2 separate regions of the Mus musculus genome follow, and region 2 is linked to region 1. The links are chromatin contacts, called in public HiChIP or PLAC-seq maps. All regions are on one chromosome and are shown on one strand. Each heading gives the region's core, a stretch centred on a gene start, on an enhancer-like site or on the middle of the called end of the contact. The rest is flanking DNA. Distances are from core to core; before and after follow the strand shown.

Region 1 (6,797 bases), core at 2,037-4,536:
CAGTAATTGGCATGGTAGCAAGCATGCAGATGTGCAAGGTGCTGTGAGGATTGGTAGCCTGAGTATTCAGTTTTAAACTTAACATGTCTTCTAATCTTTATGACAGCAGAGGTGGTCTGTAATTCAATTGTTTTCATTTGTAGCATAATGAAATGTTACAGAAAGATGACCTTTTCATTAAAATATTTTTAGAAAAAAAAAAAAAAAAAAAAAAGAAGCTCTGAACTTCGGAGCCTCTGCACACTTGTCATGTCAGGGTAAGTTCCTGTCTCTGGGCCTTTGCATGTTCTCTTCTCTTTTCTAGGGGTGATTTGCTCTGATACCTGAATGTCTAAACCTCTCATTTCTGTGTGTTCTTTACTCAAAAATCACATTCTCTGTGTCGGAAACCCTCCAGGCTCATATCATTTTGGATTTCCTTTCCTTGAATATTTTCCCTAGCACAAAATACATGTAGCATTGTGCATTTTTTACTCATCATCATTATTATTTGTATAGATTCCAAGTTACAGTAGGACAGAGATTTTTGCCAGTTCTGTTTGCAACCCTGTACATAGTGCTTAGCATGAAGTAGGAGACCAATACATGTTTAAGGAATACCTAAATAGATAGCAGCTTTCAATAAACACAGCAGAAATGAGCCATGGTGTATAGGCATTGGATCTGAGCCTAGAACTAATGTCAAGGGAGATGAATGGGTTTCCCCCAACATACGTTTTTGAAAAGGCACTAGCAAAATTAGCTCGTATTTACCCAGATCTTTTAAGTTTATAAAAAGTCAACCAGTAGTTCACTGGCATTAGCAAGCTTATATGTAAATGTCCTCATCGAACATTTCCAATCCGCTTCTGCACATCAGAGGGCTTTCGACTCCTTACCTGCCAGAACAGTGATTATGCTTCAAAGACATCTGCTCAGCTCCTCATTGCTGGCTCCTCCTGTGGTGTATACAATCGCGTGCATTGGTACATATTTGTTTACATGGTATGGCATATGGTACTGGTCAGTTCTGGCCATAGACATGTTCTGAAGACTTTTGGTAGCACTAGGCCTTACTATGTGGTTTTTGCCATTGAAAATTAGATTTCTTTTCTAAGAACTGCGTGCTGAACACTCTGACAGGAGGAGTTTTGAACAAAGATGTTCAGATTCTCATCCTGCTGCAAAACTGTGCATTCCAAAGAGACTTAGCTAAGCACTACAGTACTGCCTCTCAAGAAAAGCAAGCTCAGATTTGGATAAATTTGGGGGAACTTGATGCTTGGGATAAAATTGGGAAAATGTCGGGTCTTATGGTAGAATTTATGAAAATACAAAGTAATATGAGTTTCAATATGCTTGAGTATAAGTATTTTCTGGGAAGTGTTACTTTTGCAAAGTTTTTCATTTTGTTTTCAAGTGAAGGAGAGAACCTACGAGCAACACAAATACTCTTATAAAAGGGCAGAGCTTTGCTTCTAGGGCAACAAGACTATTTGATAATTCTGATTATTGATTATCAATCAAATCTCTCCAGCTTTAAACAGAGTTATGGGTTTTGTTAAATAAAAGAGGAACCTGGACTTCCTTGTAAGGCGAGTCTTTATTTGAAAGGGTTATATAAGAGGGGAGGCAGATATTGCAATAGAGAAGATGCTGTGATCGCAGGACTAGGAGGGGTCTCAAGAACTGGAGAGAAGGTATTTCTAAGAGAAGTGAACCAGATACCAAAGCACTGGCTTGGGGATGTGGGATGCAGGAGAGGTGCCTAGGGTAGTAGTGGCAGTAGAGCTGAGCCCGAGTGTGAGTGACAGTCATTTTGTTTGATCAACAGGAAACAGAGATTGAGTTAATCAGCTACCAAGCAAAGACTGGCAATGGAGAGGGTCTGCATGCAGCCTTGCTGGAGCGGAAGTAAACAAGGAACAAAGGTCCTGACAGAAAGTGGCTCCTTACTGCAAGCCCAGGTACAGACCACAGAAAATAACAGGGAGGCTACTTTAATCCTTGTGTCTCCCAAGGCAGAGCTCAGGTAAGATTTGCTCACTTCAAAACCTAGGATGGATTTGGAAACACACCCTGGCCTTTTCATTTACAAAGGGATTAAAATAACAATTTGATGATATTATGGCATTTGAAATTGCTCTTCAGGATTTGTGTGTGTGTGTGTTAATGTAAATTGTTAAAAAACCAAACAGGAACATGGAAGGGAGTCTTTGGAGATAGCACAGTCAGAGATGCTGTTGGCTGCTGGTTTGTATGGTAGCTGACATGCAGGGGCACTACAAACTTAGGAAGGGCAGGAGAAAATCAATCTCTGTACGTTAATCAACAGAAATTAATATTCAGATAGTCTTTCGTAAAAGCAAGCACCCAGTTCACCTTAAGCTATTTGCTTTCCAAAAAAAACCCCGACTATTTACTGAACTTTGAAAAATTTCCTCCAAGTGAAGAACAAAGATAAGACAAGGAAGTTAACAGATACTCAAAGAATTAAGACAAAGCATCAGGTGTTTCATTTTTATATTGTGCTAAAACTAAAAGGACCAGAGAACATGTTCATGATGAATTTAGGTTTTGTTTTGTTTTGATTTGGAAACAAGTAACATTGAAGAGAGTGGCATAGAGAGAGTTGTTGGTTTGATTTCCTCTTTTAGCTGTGTATTTATATTAAAGTCTGATTCCCCTTAAAATATCTTCCCAAATGAAACCATACAATTTTATTAAAATTTCTGAAACTTTTAAATACATCAAAACCAAATAAAAGTGGACTAGGGAGGGGGAACCTTTGGAAGTGTGTGGGCAAATTCATTCCTGAGGGAACATTCCCTGAGGAAAAATAGAAACAATTTGGTCACCCAAATGTTCCTAATGTCACCTTCCTCTTCTCTTAAAGATAAGCCGATGAGACTTAAAAGAGTCAGTGTAGTCATTTTATCTTCTCTACACCAGAAACTCACGACTTATGAAGGAATAAATACTAAGTCACCAATGTTGGCGAAAAGTTGGGTACAGGGTGGAAGTGGTGCTTCTACATCTTTAGCAGGCGAGCTAGAAAACCTGAGGAAAACATGAAGTTCTTAGAAAGTTAACCGGAGAAATTTTTCCTTTGGGCGACCTCAGTGTTCAGGGAAACAATGGCCGTTGTTGGTGGCGCCAGGCTGCCAAGCATCCTGCCTTTCTTTTTCTCTTTTCCCTTTCTGCAGAGTATTGGGGTAAGGATCCTGTTCCCAGCCTCAGCTGCACAACTCAGGTCTTCCCAGGGCACGGGGCAAAGAACGGTTTCCATTGCTATTTCATCGCCAGACAGTAGATGGCGCTGGCTTTCTGTCAAAAGACTCTTCCTGCGCGGTCTCGTGCTGAACCACCTCCGACTTAGGTGCGTTTGCTTTTTATTTGTTTGTAATCACATGTTATAGGCAGCAATTTCACAGACTTATGTAAAATACCCAAACAGAGCTTCCCCAGTTTGGGTAGTTCTGTTGCAGAGGCTTCTTCTTTTTTTTCTTTTTCTCTTTCTGATTTTGATGCCATTGGCTGGGAAAGCTATTTCCCTGTCTTAAAGATTTTCCTTAAATTATGCCATCCTCTGTGAGGCATCGAGAAAGATGCTGCCTTCTGGAAAGGGATTGTAAAGAAAATGCATAAATGACAAATATCTTGTAGCTAAACTTTGGTAGTTTTTTTCAAAGAAACTTTTAAAATTGTATAACCCATTTGATTTTTATGCCTTTAAGTATCTCAATTTCCCTTTAAGCCAGAAGATATCCTTTAATCTTAAAAAAGTGAGCTAAGAATTGGCTTTCTGGAGACAGTTTGCCGTACTCTCTAATACTGTCCCAATAACCCAAAGGGACCATTATACAGCAGACATACACATTTCCATAACAAACAGAACGTATTGCCATCAGAAATGTTTGCCTGCCTTATGTAAAAATGTCAGAGGCAGGGGATGTGGAGATGGCTCAGTCAATCAAGTGCTTGCCGTACCAGCAGGTATGGCAGGAAGGTAGGTTTGATTCCCAGATCCCACGAAGAGGTGGTAAGTGCTGAGGTGTGCATCTGTGATCTCCACTTGGGAGGCAGACACTGGAGGGTAGCTCGGGCTCTCTGGCCTGACAGTCTAGTCAGACAGATAAGCTTCAAGTCCAGTGAGAGATTTGTTTCAAAAATTAAGGTGAAAAGGCAGCAAGATGGTTCAGTGGGTGAAGCACTTGCCACGCACACTTGACAGTCTAAGTTTGTTTTCCAGGTTCCCATGTAAAGGTGGAAAGAGAGAACAACTTCACTATGTTCTTTGACCTCACACACGTGCCATAGCACATGTCCTCCCCCCACCACGGGAATGACTGAGGAAAACATCTGACATTAACTTCTGACTTTCACACTCACATTCATACCCACATGTGCATACACACTTATAGACACAAACACACCATGCACACATACAGTATTACATACACATAAACAAAAATTTTCAATGATGCCCTTCTTGGGAAGTGTTTTTAAGAATTTTCATGAAAACAAATTATGGAGAATTTGAAGAAAAATTATCACTCATAAATACAGATTGTTTTTGCGGCTCCAGTGACTTATGTTTTCCAAATACAATTGCATTTATTTCACTAAATGTAGATTTTAAAATACAAGCTCTCTTTTGTAGAATGGAACAAGGATGGTATTTGACCAAATGTTATTTAAAGCCAACCCCCTAAAGGTATAATTTGGCACAAAGAGAGCTTCATTTATGGTTTCTAAATTCATAATTTACCTCGAAATCATGAATCATACAAGCTTTTCTAAGAAAAGTCTTCTATTTGAAAAACAATCAGCTAATTCTTGGTGCTGTTTTTAAAGAGAATAACCTACATGTATTTGACATATGAGTTAAGTTAAATTTTAATGAGTAATTAGAATTAAAAACACTTAATGGTTGCTGATACAGTTTCTGACCTGGTGGTCTTGAAGAAGGTATAACCTCTGGTGGCATTCACAGCAGGGAGTCAGTCCATGTCTCCATCTCATTCTCCAATTACCTGAATGTCACGGCGCCAGAGCACAGATCCCTCTGACCTGGTGATGGATCTGCGGAGCTGTCAATCCCAGATTTATTGCTTCATTTGGGAATGAACCGTTGCAGATCTTTCACGCCTGGCAGAGGCTGTTCATCGGAGGTAAAATAGAGGCCTACACCTCAAACACCTGTAAGTATGAGGTTGTTCAAGTTCTTTTTATTCTGAATAAGGTTCAAACTTCAAAATGACAACACTAATTTATGTATTTTATCCTAACACTGTATTTTGCTGTCAGGCAACAACCATAGACTTCAAACTTACTGTAGTGAGAAATCGTGTTCATGAGCCAGAATACACAAAGCAGCAGCTACAGTATCCTGCAGCACGTTAGAAGGAGCATCACAAACACACTACCAAATTATTAATTTTGTAGAAGGAAGGCTTTGCAGCAAGTCTTCCTGCAGAACCAGTACAGTACTGCATGCCTTGAACATTGCCCCAACAAGCACACACGGCTGTTGCTCTGTATGTCCAAGACATCGTGACTCTTGCTAATCCATGCTTCAACTGTTTTGTAACTCAGACCTCCATAAGGAAGAACTCAGAACAATTCCTTGGAGCCAGATTCTGTTTTTTTTTTTTTTTTTTTCTACCAAGGAACAAGGCAGAGAAATGCAGTGTTTTACATAATGTTTTCCACTTCTTCTGCTCCTCCTTCTCCATGCTGCTCATAAGCAATCATTCTTAGACAGAGTGGCTTGGCTCAGATGCTCTGTCTCCATTCCCAACCTTCCAGACATATACTATCACCCTTTCTCTAAAATCTCTTCATCTCTGTGTTTTCCATAAAAGTGGTCATTCGAACTCTGTCCTTTCTATTTTTAAGCTATAGATACTAAATTCCTCTTCTAACATGTTTTCTTTTCTATCACTAAAATAAATGCTATGTTTTTTCCATGGAAAAACCTCTCTCTCTCTCTCTCTCTCTCTCTTTCTCTCTCTCTCTCTCTCTTTCTCCATCCATCATCATCTGCCTGTCCATCATCTGTCCATCCATCCATCTGTGTCTGTCTGACTGTCTATGAATGGATGATATAAGCATAGAAGGGTGGCTATGCTATGTGAGTAAGGAGCCAGCGTATGATGGAAGGCAGGCAGAGGAGGACGGACTAGGGCAACAAATATGACAAATGTACTATGTGCATAAACATGCCCAAGTGAGATCTGTGTAGGTGGAAAGTCAGAAAAGTGTTCCCGAGTGTAGGAGCCTGAGCTAGATCCCTAGCATTCATGGAAAGTGTGGTGACATGTGACATGTGCGTGTAACCCCAGAGCTGAGGGGGAGACAGGGGGATCCCAGGGTCTGGAGGGGTGCTGCTGAGAAGCCAGGGGAGCCGAATCAGTAAGTTCTGGATTCAGTGAGAGAGCCTGCCACAAGGAAGAGGTGAAGAGCAGGCAGGAAAGACTTCTGATAGTGACTCGTGGTCTCCTCCACAGGCGCACACTCGTGTATGCACTCACACACAAGACATGTGCATACAGAAAAAAAGTGACATAATGAAACATTCTTTTGCATGCTAACTAAAATGTGAACTAAAGCATTATAAAATAAACAGTAGCAGCAACTACAAAACCCAAGCCAAACTGACTAAATAACAAAAAATGCTCTCTTATATTAGATGTGACAGATCAACTCCAGTCTATCTACAGGTCAGTTTAGCATTGGCTTGTCCAGAACAACAGATTTCAGACCCTATTGGCACAAAGAGTAAATGGATGCTGTTCACAGGTTTTAGAAGCGCA
Region 2 (6,797 bases), core at 2,116-4,615, 270 kb after region 1:
TGTACTTTTGAAGTGGTCTCAGTCATTTTTTATCAAATTATAGAAGATAGATATTAAATACAAAGTGAATGGTTTGATTCAAGTCTTAAGGTAAATGAGAGAACAACACATGTCTCTAATTTATATTACATTTATTGTTTACTTGTTAAACTTGCCATATTCTGAAATTTTATATAGAATTTCAGAATATTTTATTTAGAAATCCTACCAATGAATTAACTTATGAACAATCACTTTAATAATTATTGAAGAATAGTAAAACATAGAACTTCAGAATAAGAAAAATTTTATCCTAAGGATTCAAATGACACTAAGTACGTTATTTAGGAAGACTTTGTAGCATGGTAAGGAGTAAAACACTAGTATTCTAGCCTTCCTTTCTTAGACATAGATGCTAATACTTTATTCATCCATTGATCCTCCCTATAAACAGAGTTCATGCTTGACATAGATCCTCTATACATTCTTTCATGTATAGGGGATGTCAAACAGTTATGGGCCAGGACTGTTTCCGGATTTGGGTATATAGTATTGAGCAAAACAGACAAAAAAAAACACCCTACCTCCATGAGTTATATTTTACCTTGGGGTGTCAAAGAATAAAATAATAAGAGATAGAGAAGTATATATTGTGCTAGAAAATAGTAAACACCTTGGAGAGAAGTGATTTTACATGGTGAGCTTCACTAGGGGAGTAGTGTATGAACTGAGAGCTCAGCAAGATGAGTGATGAGGTCTGTGACAATAGAAAGCAAGAGTGTTCCATGAAGGAAGCTCAGCGAAAAGGCTCTGTTAAGTCAGGCTTGTGTTAAGTCAGACAAGGATAACAGTGTGGAGAGGGGAGGGGGATGGTGTTAGGCAGGTAGGAAAACTGGAAGTCAGACAGGCTCAGGGCATCTTTAAAGTAAAGGCAAGTCCTTTCTTATTTTATTACTTACTTGGCTTTTTTTTTCACTTTTCTCACTTTTATTTTTGCAAATTTCATACATGAATCCTATATTCACATCATTTCTATTCTACCCTGTCCCCTCCAACTTCTGCCATGTCCCTTCACTACCTATCAAATTTGTGGTTCTTTCTTCTTTATTATTGTTCTCTCCCTCTTTCTTCATCCCCCCCCCCCCCCATCTCTCTCTTCACCCATCCCTCTGTACGTGTAACTAGTACCTGCTGAGTCCATTTAGTGTTTGCTTGTGTGCATATGTGGTTTCGGATGACTCGTTGGCATTGGAAAACCAGTTAGGTGGCTCATTCATGGGCAAGACTGACTCTTCTTCCTCTAGGAGTTGATTCCTCCCCCACTAGCAACTGTTAGTGCCTGTAGCTCTTCATCTTGGGGTAGAACTTCCTAAGATTTCTCCCATCCACTGTGGAATGCCAACTCGTGTTGTCGCCACGCAGGTCTGGTTTAGGGGGTGACACTGTTAAGATCTCAGGGACGTAGCTCGATGTCCTTCATAGAGGATGATGCTCTGCTCCTCAATCTCTCCTTCCACTCTTCTGTAGAGCCTTAGGCACAGCGCTGTGCTACAATTGTGTCAGTTGGGACTGGATTCCCATGATCAGTTATTATGCCTATTTTAACCAGTTGTGCATCTCTGTGATGGTCTCTGCCTGCTGAAAAGAGCGGCTTCTTTGATGGTTGAGAACTACACTCATCTGTGAATATAAGGATAGGTTTTTGTTTAAACAGCCTAGGATGGTCTCAGACAAGATCCCCCTTCCTTAGTCACTCCAGTTCTGAATGTACCTGGCCTCATATATTTAAAAATGTATTTAAACAAACACACTTTAATATAATAGCTTCAAAGCTATAACTCTTGTAGAAGAATGCTATTTTCCATGCGTGACGGCCAACTTGGCAGGAAGTAGTAGAAAAACCTTTTAGATATTGTCTGTGATGGAGTTTGAATTGAGGTGAGAAGATCCACCCTAAATGTGGATGGTGCCATCTCATGGGCTGGGGCTCAAGGTGTATAAAAAGTGGAAAAAGAGCTGAGCACCAGTATCACTTATTCTCTGCTTCCTGACTGTGCATGTGATGTGACCAGCTACCTGAAGCAGCTCCCACCATGTCCCCTTGTCATGACAGACTGTCCCTCAAAGTGTGAGCCAAAAAGTCTCCATTCCTTAGCTGCTTTTATCCAGTACCTTGTCACAGGACAAGAAATGTAACTAATTCCTGTGTTTCCAGGATAGGAGCCTAACTCATACTGGGCATAGTATCTCAGAGATCAGACAAACGACAGCATTGCTGCTCTCTGAGGATATCTGAGGAAGCCACTGGAAAATGCAAGAAATCAGGGCTGGGATAAAATATTGGTAAAACAGAGCGGTTTGGGTTTATTGGTTTTTTTTTTTCAGCTGATCCCTAAATCCATTTTTTAGTAGTGCTTTCAGGCATTCCTTCTGAAACTTGAATGTGTGCATGAATGTGTGCCCTGGGATGGGTTGACATGAAGGATTCATGGGGGGGAGCTCAGGAAGGGGTGACACCCACCTGCATTTCTAACAGCTTTCCCTCTACTGTAGAGCCACTAGCCTCTGTTCTTTATCGTGGGAAACAGTGCTACAGTTGGTGGGAGATTTCCCTACCTGCCTTCTTGCTGTAACTTGGATCTTCATCAAAACTCTAAATTAATTGGTTCAGATATTATTATTTTCATTGACAAATGATGCAATCACACCTCAAAGGGGTGAGATGACCTTCTCATATGCCCAAATCACAGTGCTATGACTTCAATTTAGCTCCTTGGCTTCTGGACAGCAGCTGCTTCATGGCTTTTAAACTCTCATCTATAAAAGCACATGCTAATTAGTGTTTTTGGCTGGTGCACATCTACACACACACACACACACACACACACACACACACACACACACACACACAAGGCTGCAGTTGAGGAGGGAGTGATAAGACCCCCTGAAGCTGCAGCTGCTTGGGGGCCAGCTTGGCAGCAGTCTCTGGAAATGATCCAGCCACTGCAGCACGCTCTGGAAAGTTGCCTATCCTTCACGTTCTGCCCACTCCAGCACAGATGTGAGCTCTTTCCTTTACGTTTACTCTGCACATAAGCTAAACCACGTTTCACCCACCTCTGAGATAATCTGCTTCCATGTTGCTGCCCAAGTCAGAAAGCTATTTATTGTGATGCTGGAAAAGATTGTTCTTCTCACTCAAGGAAGGCGCTGCTCTCAGGGAGAGAGCCTGAGCATTCTGGGAAAAGGGAAAAAAAAAGTCTTTGAAGCATTTCCAACCAAATCCTTGGAGAGGTAAACATATTTTCAGCCATAGGATTCCAGGTTAAAGAAGTGTGTCCCCCACTTGTTTACAAAGCATCACAGCAGCTGTTAGGCAGCTCCTGCCCCCACTGGACAGAAGAGGCATTTGGAAGAGATGCCAGGCCTCCCATACAGTCTGCTCTCTTGCAGCCCTGGGGGAAGAACTCAGCCTCATCAGCCACCAGCAGTGCAGGGAGCTCGGGAGTACTAGGATGGGATGCAGCTGAGACAGGGCTGCCTTCTCTGGTTCCACGTCGGTGTGCTCTTTTTATTAATGTTTAAAAAAAATCACATTCCCTCTCCATTTTTTTTTAGTACAGAGGTGAAAAAAAATCACCTCTCCGTATTCCCTGCTGGCTATCCATTTCCCAGTGATGCACCTGCTGTAGGATACAGTGCCCTGAATTTCTTAGGTAAGGAGTCACTTAGCTCCACTTGCAGTGGCTCATGTTGGCTTCCTTCTGCCTGTCTGCTCCTACATAAAAAGTCAGTTTGTGTCCAGCATTGTCTGTGATGTCCTCCTTGGACATGCCAGGGCACAGTGATTGCCTGCTTTCCTAATCCTACAATGCTATGTGTTCTCAGCATGTGTGCAACCACGTTTTTCAGAATGCTATTGGTGAGAAAAATAAATGGCTGCCATTTCTGGTATGGATGCTGTGCGTTTTACATTGTAAAAGGCTTGTTGATGAGCTTTCCCATTCATCCTCAAGAAGAATCCAGCAGGCACGGTTATCATCATTTGAAGATGAGAAATCTGGAGAGATGGCTTAGTTGGTAATATGCTTGCTCTGGAATTATGAAGTCCTGAGTTTGGATGCCCAATACTAATACAAAAATGTCATTTTATAACTCCAGTGTGGGGGAAAGTGGAAAGGATTCCTGGGGCCTGGTGAGCAGTAAGTCTTGCCAAATCTGAGCCCTAGGTTCTCTGAGAGATCCTGACTCAAAAAAAAAATAAGGTAAACAGTGATAGAGGAAGATATGCAATGTTAACCTCTGGCCTCCACACACACACATGCATGGGCACACACATTCATATATCACACACACACACACAGAAACAAACACATGCACATGGTCACATTCACACAATGCAACATTACACATACTTGAAAACTGAGGCATAGAAGATTAAGAACTTGCCAAAAATTGAACACCCAGAATTAGGTATGTATGTATGTATGTATGTATGTATGTATGTATGTATGTATGTGTGTTGGGGTGCTTATAATATCTTTTAAATAGGCTATGAAAATTCCTCTTCTATTACAGAGGTAAATGGCAGCCTGTGATAGATATAATTATTTAATTAAGACCATCATACGGATCATGGTTAAGGCAATATGGATCTGATTGCAAGCCACATGTGTAGCATAATAATAATATAATAATATCTGGCTTTGTCTTTGCCTTGATAAGGTCAAAGCTGTCTAAGAAGAAACCATGCAAAAGAAAGCAGGACTGGGAGAATGGGAATGCTGAGTTCTAATGGGAAATTCGAGCCTTGGATCCAGTGGGGTTTGTTTCTAGATTCTTTTCTTTTATTCTAAGAACAAATACATTCTTTATTTTATACTCTATTTTGGAGTTAGATATTTTTCTCCATGTAATCAAATGAGCCATGACCACTGTATCTCACTGGAACAAACATTACAACTAACATTAAAGGTAAAGAACTTGATCCTTCTTTAGACAAGCCGTTGTTGGAACAAGATTATGTGCAGATTTGTGCTCTCTCTCTCTCTCTCTCTCTCTCTCTCTCTCTCTCTCTCTCTCTCTCGCCTCTGTCCCTCCCCACTGGTATAGTGCTGCCCAGCACTACCTCCTATGTTCTAGAAATTGTCTAGATCTGCACTTTCAGCCAGGTCACCAGTGCCATACGTGCCATTGAATCCTTGCAATGTGACAGACAGCATGACCAAAGCATGGTCTTTCTGTTTTGTTTCTCTTTGTTTTACTTATAGGTGCATGTGGACATAGAAATGGAATTAGCCAACACAGAGCTCGACCTCCTCTTCTCCATGGATGAATATTACTACACATGCTGCCCGATGGCAGTGAAATTGTAGGCATAGTTTGTGGTGAGACCCTGGGATCCTGTGGCTCTTTGTGTGATTCAAAGCCCATGACATTTTCATGTGTGAGGCTCAGAGAAGGGAATAACTTGCTCACCCACCTCATTCTCTTCTAGAACAGTACCAAGGGATGAAAACCTCTCTCACTGTATAACTGTGTGCTGCCTGCTCTGGTACATCTAGCGTGTGCGATCTTTAGATGAGAAGAGCACTGGTGCTGGAACTCTCCAGGGCTAGGTCAAGCTCACAGGTGTAGACATGACTATACAAAACAAATCCACACTATCCAGTCTTGTCCTTTCTGTCTCATAATTCTTAATTCAAGTTTATGGAAGGAAGGTAGAGATGGCTTTAATTTAAGAGACCATGCAGACTTTGGAATCAGGCTGAGTGAAACTTCTCCTACTTGATTACTTATTGCATTAAAGACACTAGCTAACCATTTATGCTGTTTAAGTGCCATTACTATGGCTGAAAAAAATGGAGAATATCTGTGATCCAGCATCTCTATGAGTACTAGGTGAGACCTTGTATGTAAAGGGATTAGCAACGAGCCCGGCATGAAGCAAGTGTTCCATGAAAGCCCATTGACAATGTTTCACAGTAATGTTGATAGAATAGGGGACACTACCACATTGCTGATACTGGAAGAGCTTTCACACTGGGACTCCTGATAGCCTGGAGCAGTGTTTTAGTGTGAAATCTGGCCAAATGATTCACAGAAGTACTTCTTCACAAATGATTTAGTTTCAAATGAAGCACATGGGGATCTTTGACCCAAAGATATGAGTATGCCTTACAGAATTATTGTTTTTCACTTTTGGATACCCTAGGACACAGGGTCTAGAGCTATCTTCAAGTAACCTCTGGTTTAAACATGTTTCCTTGTGCCTAAGTATGGTGGACACCTTGGTAACTTGTTTGTGGGAGTTTGACCTTCTCCCCAACCCACATACAAACAGTCTCCTCTTCCACATCCCATGGAGGGTGCAGGTGCTGAGAAAGTTGATGTTATTTGAGAACACATTGTTTGGTTAGTTGACAAAGCTTCTCTTGTTTTTATTCTTTTCTTGCAAGGGGAACATTTTTATGTTCAAGAAATCATTTACGGACTGGATTTTTGTGAGATGGCTAGATTCCATTAGATGAAGAGGTGGTTTTGTGAGATAATATTGTCACATTTGAGTCCCACAGATTGTGATCCAATTTTGTGCAGACTCCTCTAGAATGCTAACTTCAAAGTGGAAGAAAAGCATTTCATCTCATAACTCCAGGAATCAGGTTGACTGACAACTCTCTCTTTAACATGCAACCATGGAAACCATTCATCTTACACACACATCACTGAGATCCTTGGGTCATACCTGGTACTACATGGATGTTAGACACCCAGAGGTATATATACGATCTTAAGAGACTGTTTGCAGTACCTTAAGA

What was found. HiChIP or PLAC-seq counts read pairs in DNA pulled down with a chosen protein or histone mark.
Region 2: a contact with region 1 is called in an H3K27ac HiChIP or PLAC-seq map of SST interneurons, with 3 times the contacts expected there. The contact joins two enhancer-like sites. A contact is called at or near these places in 1 of 15 datasets of contacts at CTCF or cohesin (the NIH/3T3 cell line), 1 of 484 Hi-C or Micro-C datasets (nephron progenitors) and 3 of 115 datasets of contacts at active chromatin or transcription factors (SST interneurons, embryonic basal ganglia and embryonic forebrain).

What each region holds. Positions count from the first base shown.
Region 1 is chr4:12,237,830-12,244,626 of GRCm38.p6, forward strand. It overlaps the pseudogene Gm11847. Among named protein-coding and RNA genes, the nearest start is that of Gm46846, 67 kb to the left of the region's middle. Within about 2 kb of position 3,287, at least 6 of the 459 cell types and tissues checked have an H3K27ac peak or open chromatin away from gene starts, as enhancers often do. A contact at or near this core is called in SST interneurons, where this site is marked.
Region 2 is chr4:12,503,991-12,510,787 of GRCm38.p6, forward strand. No RefSeq gene overlaps it. Among named protein-coding and RNA genes, the nearest start is that of Gm46846, 330 kb to the left of the region's middle. Within about 2 kb of position 3,366, at least 35 of the 459 cell types and tissues checked have an H3K27ac peak or open chromatin away from gene starts, as enhancers often do. A contact at or near this core is called in SST interneurons, where this site is marked.